2 separate regions of the Rattus norvegicus genome follow, and region 1 is linked to region 2. A link is a contact called in public Hi-C data. All regions are on one chromosome and are shown on one strand. Each heading gives the region's core, a stretch centred on a gene start, on an enhancer-like site or on the middle of the called end of the contact. The rest is flanking DNA. Distances are from core to core; before and after follow the strand shown.

The links. A called contact is a pair of places that touch in the nucleus more often than the background predicts.
Region 1: a contact with region 2 is called in a Hi-C map of Schwann cells, with 3 times the contacts expected there. The contact joins the promoter of Dlx2 here to the promoter of Slc25a12 in region 2. A contact is called at or near these places in 3 of 12 Hi-C or Micro-C datasets (the A7r5 cell line, Schwann cells and mammary epithelial cells).

What each region holds. Positions count from the first base shown.
Region 1 is chr3:76,779,809-76,782,763 of GRCr8, reverse strand. It overlaps Dlx2 (distal-less homeobox 2), which reads left to right and starts at 1,509. Exons shown (of 3, transcript NM_001191746.2): 1 at 1,509-2,268; 2 at 2,673-2,857. The coding sequence starts at 1,860.
Region 2 is chr3:76,598,130-76,601,035 of GRCr8, reverse strand. It overlaps Slc25a12 (solute carrier family 25 member 12), which reads left to right and starts at 1,500. Exons shown (of 18, transcript NM_001399269.1): 1 at 1,500-1,541; 2 at 2,473-2,526. The coding sequence starts at 1,530.

The sequences.
Region 1 (2,955 bases), core at 260-2,759, 180 kb before region 2:
AGTATCAACTTGTTTTCCATTAGGCAGTTGTTGTAACAAGTTCTTTCAGTGACATGTTATGTCTTTAGGAAGGGATGCTTCAGATGGCGCGCACTAGCACAATTTTGTGGCTTTTAATTACTATTTTGTTCTTTTGGGGGGTTTCAGAGGCTGGCGCCTGGGCGTGATTAGACTGTCTACCAGGCCTGTAACAACCTCGTACACTGTCCACCAGGTGGCGCAACAAAGCAGGCGCTACCGCTAAATCTTCATTGGGGAGTCCACCACCACGACGAGTCCATTATCTTTCTACTGAAAAATCCCAGTCACCAGAGAGGGGAATTCTTCACTTGGACTTGAGAGAGAGGAGGGAGGGAGAGAGATAGAGATAGAGATAGAGATAGAGATAGAGATAGAGATAGAGATAGAGATAGAGATAGAGATAGAGATAGAGATAGAGATAGAGATAGAGATAGAGATAGAGATAGAGATAGAGATAGATAGAGATAGAGATAGAGATAGAGATAGAGATAGAGAGAAAGAATATATGAATATGAGAATGAATTAAAACAGCGGAGTAAGATCCTAAAACATGAAAATGTAAAATAAAGTACACGAAATAAAATTTTTTATATTATTGGTTATATTATCAAGGAAACATACTGGGATTTAAAAAATCTTGATAAGTCTCTAACATTACTTCAGTATTTTTTTTTTCAATTTCCCTTTTCATAAAAACACCGATTCAAACGACTTTGAAGACTGTCTAGTCTGGCCTACCTTTCCCAAGGAGGAAACCTCAGAATCAGTTCCCAGCCAGAGGTTCAGATGTGCGTCATTAGGCCTTTATGTGTATGAGGAAAAGTGATTTCAAATACATTACTAGTAATAATACCTTTGGGCTTATAGAGCTCTTCTCTCAAGCAACAAGGAAAAACGTTAAATATTATCCAATTAATTGTCGTAATATCTCTGTGGGTAGGTTGGGAAGCACATGTTATTATACGCGGTTTATGGATAATTTAAATCAATTGACCATCAGGTGCAGAGTGGCTGACAAGAGTAAGTGCCAGCCAGGCACCTCTAGGGAAAGTGTCTGGAGAAAAAGGAGACAGAGCTGGCTCGGCCCTCTGCCTGGCTTTATTTGATTAAGGTGACCTCGGACAAGAGATGTAAATCCTTAGACTTGGCTCTTGCTAGCAGAGTGACATGGGAGACCCCACTTCTTTCCCGGAGACCAGACGCCTTCCGTCCTGTTGCGAGCCATCCTGCACCCCATCCAGCTCTAAATCCGGTACCCACTTTCTGCAGTGGTTGTACACACACACACACACACACACACACACACACACACACACCGCGGTCGCCTTGCCCGCCACGTGACACGCGGGTCCCCGGGCCTCCGGGCCGCGGGGTCGCGGACTCTCGGCGCCCCGCGGCCCATTCCTTCTGATTGGCTGTTGCTAGGTGACGTTGCTTGCGGTCACGTGACAAGTGTTAAATGCCCACCCTGCAGGAGCCTGCCCGGCAGACAATCGTAAAGCTGCTCGGGGGTCGCTCACCTGCTCCCGCCTTCTGGAGCCCCTACCGGGCCTGACCGCTCTTGCCCCCTCCGTTGCCCGCCCCCCGCCCGAGCCGGGCCAGGAGCCGAGAGGCCGGGGAAGGATGCAGCCAGCAGCTGCGGTCCCGAGCCACGCACGGTGATCGCCTCCTCCAGGGGAGGAGGCGCCTAGACCGTAGCCTCATTTCTTGTTTTCCTCTCCCTCCCCCCTCCCCGTAATTACATTGGCTGCTGGAAGGGACCTGGAGAAATAGACGGAGGAGGCGCCTTGCAACCCCCTCTCGCCCGCCACCCGTGCTCTTTCCTGTCCCGGGTCAGGATGACTGGAGTCTTTGACAGTCTGGTGGCTGATATGCACTCGACCCAGATCACAGCCTCCAGCACGTACCACCAGCACCAGCAGCCCCCGAGCGGTGCGGGCGCGGGCTCTGGCGGCAGCAGCAACAGCAGCAGCAGCAACAGCAACCTGCACAAGCCCCAGGAGTCGCCAACCCTGCCGGTGTCCACGGCTACCGACAGCAGCTACTACACCAACCAGCAGCACCCGGCGGGTGGCGGCGGCGGGGGGGCCTCGCCCTACGCGCACATGGGCTCCTACCAGTACCACGCCAGCGGCCTCAACAACGTCTCCTACTCCGCCAAAAGCAGCTACGACCTGGGCTACACCGCCGCGTACACTTCCTACGCGCCCTACGGAACCAGTTCGTCCCCAGTCAACAACGAGCCCGGTAAGCATAAACTAGCCTCTAGGGTGACCAAGTCGCCCTGGCCACCGGGAGGGACGGGATAAGCGTGGGGTACGGGAGTCCGGAGCTCTAGTCTTGCACTCTGTCCATCTCTTGTTCCTGAACTCTGCCCAATCTCCAGCTGCGCGCGAATCACAGTTTCTCTGTCTCTCCACGCTCCGGGGGATAGAGCCTGAGGGCTGTTGGGCCAATTGGCGTGTTGTGAGTAGCGCATCGCTTTGCTACCCGCCTCTTCTTTCTCTCTTGCACAAGTCTCCCCGGTCCCTTGCAGGGTTCCGTGGCCCGGCCAGTCTGTGCGTGCTGAAGTTGTGAAGGCCTCCTCCAGGCTCTGGCTCTGAACTTTAAGAGGTTGGACGGTGGGTACTCACCATTCATTTTCGTTGCAGACAAGGAAGACCTTGAGCCTGAAATCCGAATTGTGAACGGGAAGCCAAAGAAAGTCCGGAAACCACGCACCATCTACTCCAGTTTCCAGCTGGCCGCCCTTCAGCGACGCTTCCAGAAGACCCAGTATCTGGCCCTGCCTGAGCGAGCCGAGCTGGCGGCCTCCCTGGGCCTTACCCAAACTCAGGTGAGCAAGGTGGGAGATGGCCTGGTTTAGCTAGGAAGCGGGCACGTTCGGAACAACTTTTCAGAAGTATACTTTCAACTGTGCTTTTTTTCCCCGGG
Region 2 (2,906 bases), core at 251-2,750:
ATACTAACAGAGCAGACATTATCAAGTTGCTACAAATTCTTTTGTAACGATCCAGGGGATAATCAAATATTGCAACAGTTAAGTATGACTGAGTCAAGAAGTTATCTACAATATGTAGGATTGCTACTTAGTTTATAACTTAAATGGTCTGACATAATGGTGGCAAAGAAGGTCCTTGCAATAAATAAACTGCTAATACACACTTCATATGCATATATATGTGTGTGTGTGTGTGTGTGTGTGTGTGTGTGTGTGTGTGTGTATTTACAAATAGGGCCATGTCTAGCACATGGAGGATTTTAGTAAATATTTAGGTGAATATCAATATATGACCTAATAGGATCTTCCCCCCCTTTTTTTTTTTTAACGATTTTAAATTTTATTTACTAGAGTGCACATGCGCACCTGCTTAGCTGAAATGTGGAAAATAGGAGTTGGTTATCTTTCTATCTTTAATGAGTTCTGAGGGTCCTCAGACTGAGCTATTACCTCAGATCCCTGCTCCCTCTTCTTTCCTTCCCTCCCTCCCTCCCTTCCCATTTCTTATTTCTCCTCTTTTCTTTTAGTTTTTCTGTTCTTTGAAGACTCATCTTATGCATCCCAGCCTGGCCTCTAACTCTTATGCAGCCGATGGATGATGACATTCTGCTTGTCCTGCTTCCGTTTCCTAAGTGTAGGGATTATAAACGAACAGTACTATGCCGAAGAGGAGAAGAGGAGTTTATGTGCTACGGGGGATGGAACCCGGGGCTTCCGGCATGTTAGTCAGGCACTCCACCAACTTAAGCTACTTGCCTGGCCCTCACATATCTTAATGGCAGGATTCAGTTTTAGAGACATTATTTTGGCTTAAGGCAGAGCTGGGAATTCAGTGAAGAATTGTTTCCTGTAGAAGAAAGGGCCAGCACAGTAAGTACCAGCTCCAAGATAAATGAAGTTGTTTTCTATACACATTGCACAAAGGATTTGGGTGGCTAAGAAAGTGAATCGAGTCAGGAGCATATTTCTGAAGTTATGTTTACTTAGGTTTTCCCTTTAAAAAGAAACTAACTAGGTAGTTCCTAATCCCTTTTCTTGACAGTATTTGTCACTGGCTGTCATAAACGCATTATTAATGGGACAAGCTTTCATAAGCTTCCAAACCTTGCTCAATACAGGCCTCAAGTGTTTCTTTAAGCCCCAAGAGGGAACCGACTTTGGCTGAAGCCGGTGCCCAAAGCCACACCCACTGCCAGGCCTTGGGACTTGGGGCTGACCCTGAGGAGCCCGGCTGGCGCTGCGCGTCGGAATCCAGTGGCCGGAGCTCAGGTGTCCCCCCGCAAGAGGCGCGACAACCCCGCCGGTCCGCAGATGGACAGACCGAGGCCTCTCGGTGCGCACTGCCGCCGCGCTCTAGTTCATTTGCATATAGACGGGCGCGGCGCTGCGACAGGAGGGAGCGCGGGCGCGGCCCCGGGCCGTGGCGCGCGCGCGCCCTGACAGCTCGGCCCTGCTCGCTCACTCGCTCGTTCCCGGCTTCCGAGCACAGCATGGCGGTCAAGGTGACTCCAACTCTCTGCTGCTGCTTTTATTGCATAAGAGACGTTCTGAGGGCCCCGAGTGCAGCCCCCGCCTCTTTCAGTTGCTTTCTTTGCCTGGTTCTTAGCCAGTGTGTCCCGGGGCTCTAGATTGCGGGTGGAGAGCTGTGCTGGGCTTGGACCGGAGGGAAGAGGATGCCCGGCTGGGGGAGGGGAAGGAGGAGGATCGTGAGTTGGAGGGGTTCCTGAGGACCCTGGTCGGGAGGAGGAAAAGAGTAGGGTTTTGTCCTAGGTACGTGGGATTGTGAGCACAGAGTTGGAGAGCGTTGGAGAGGGACTGAGAGCAAGCGGGCAGAAAAGCCGGGGATACCCAGGGCATCCGAGGTGGGGGAGGGGGTGGGTGTTGTCATTTGGGCCTCAATACAGCCCAGGGCACTGGTTGACATTTGCCTGGCAGGGTGCCGGGTGTCGAAAGTATCCGTATTTGTGGTAGCTCTCTCAAGGTTTAGTTCGAATGGAGAAAGGGTCGCCAAGATGACATGTACGGTTTCTGCTTTCCACAAGAAAGGCTGCTAGGCCCGGCTATTTGACTGTTTTACATCTCCTGTTGCTCCACTCTTGAGGCTCTCTAAATTTGTAGCTTGGTGCTTACTACTGTATTGCCAGTAGATGTGGAATAAAGTCAACGATTATATTGGTTTCCGTTTCCAGCTCACAGGAAATACCATCTGTAAATTGCTCTATCTTGGATTATTCACGCCCCTTTCTCCCACCCCTTAGCCGTAGATCTCCAGTTTGACAGGTGTTATCAGCAATTAAGCTTAGGGGTTGTTTTTAGACTAAATGCCCATATAAAAGATAATCGTGTTGTTAACAGATGTAAACTATAATCTAAAGAGATTGTGTGGTTTCTAGCTAAGCATTAACCAGTCATCCCCCCACCCCTACCCCATAGGTGCACACAACCAAACGAGGTGATCCTCATGAGCTGAGAAACATATTCCTACAGGTAAGTTAAAGAATTTTATATCAAGGAAAGAATGCAAAGAGCATAATTGTTATTCCTCTTCAAGCTCTAACTTTGAGAAATGATCTTCTCACAAACATGAGTGGAGGATCTCCTTTTGTTTTGTTTTTCGAGATAGATTTTCCTTGTGTAACCCTGGCTGTCCTGGAACTTGCTCTGTAGGCTAGTCTGGCCTTGAACTCAGAGATCTACCTGCTTCTGCCTCCCCAGGGCTGTGATAGGTTCTACACTTGGCTGTTTGTACTCTTAGTAACAACCAATCTTCAGATTTTCTTTATATTGGGGATTGACATGAGGTTTTCCTGGAGTTGCTGTTCTTGTTTGCATGACTTAGGATGGCTTATAAAGTCTCTTCCTCATAC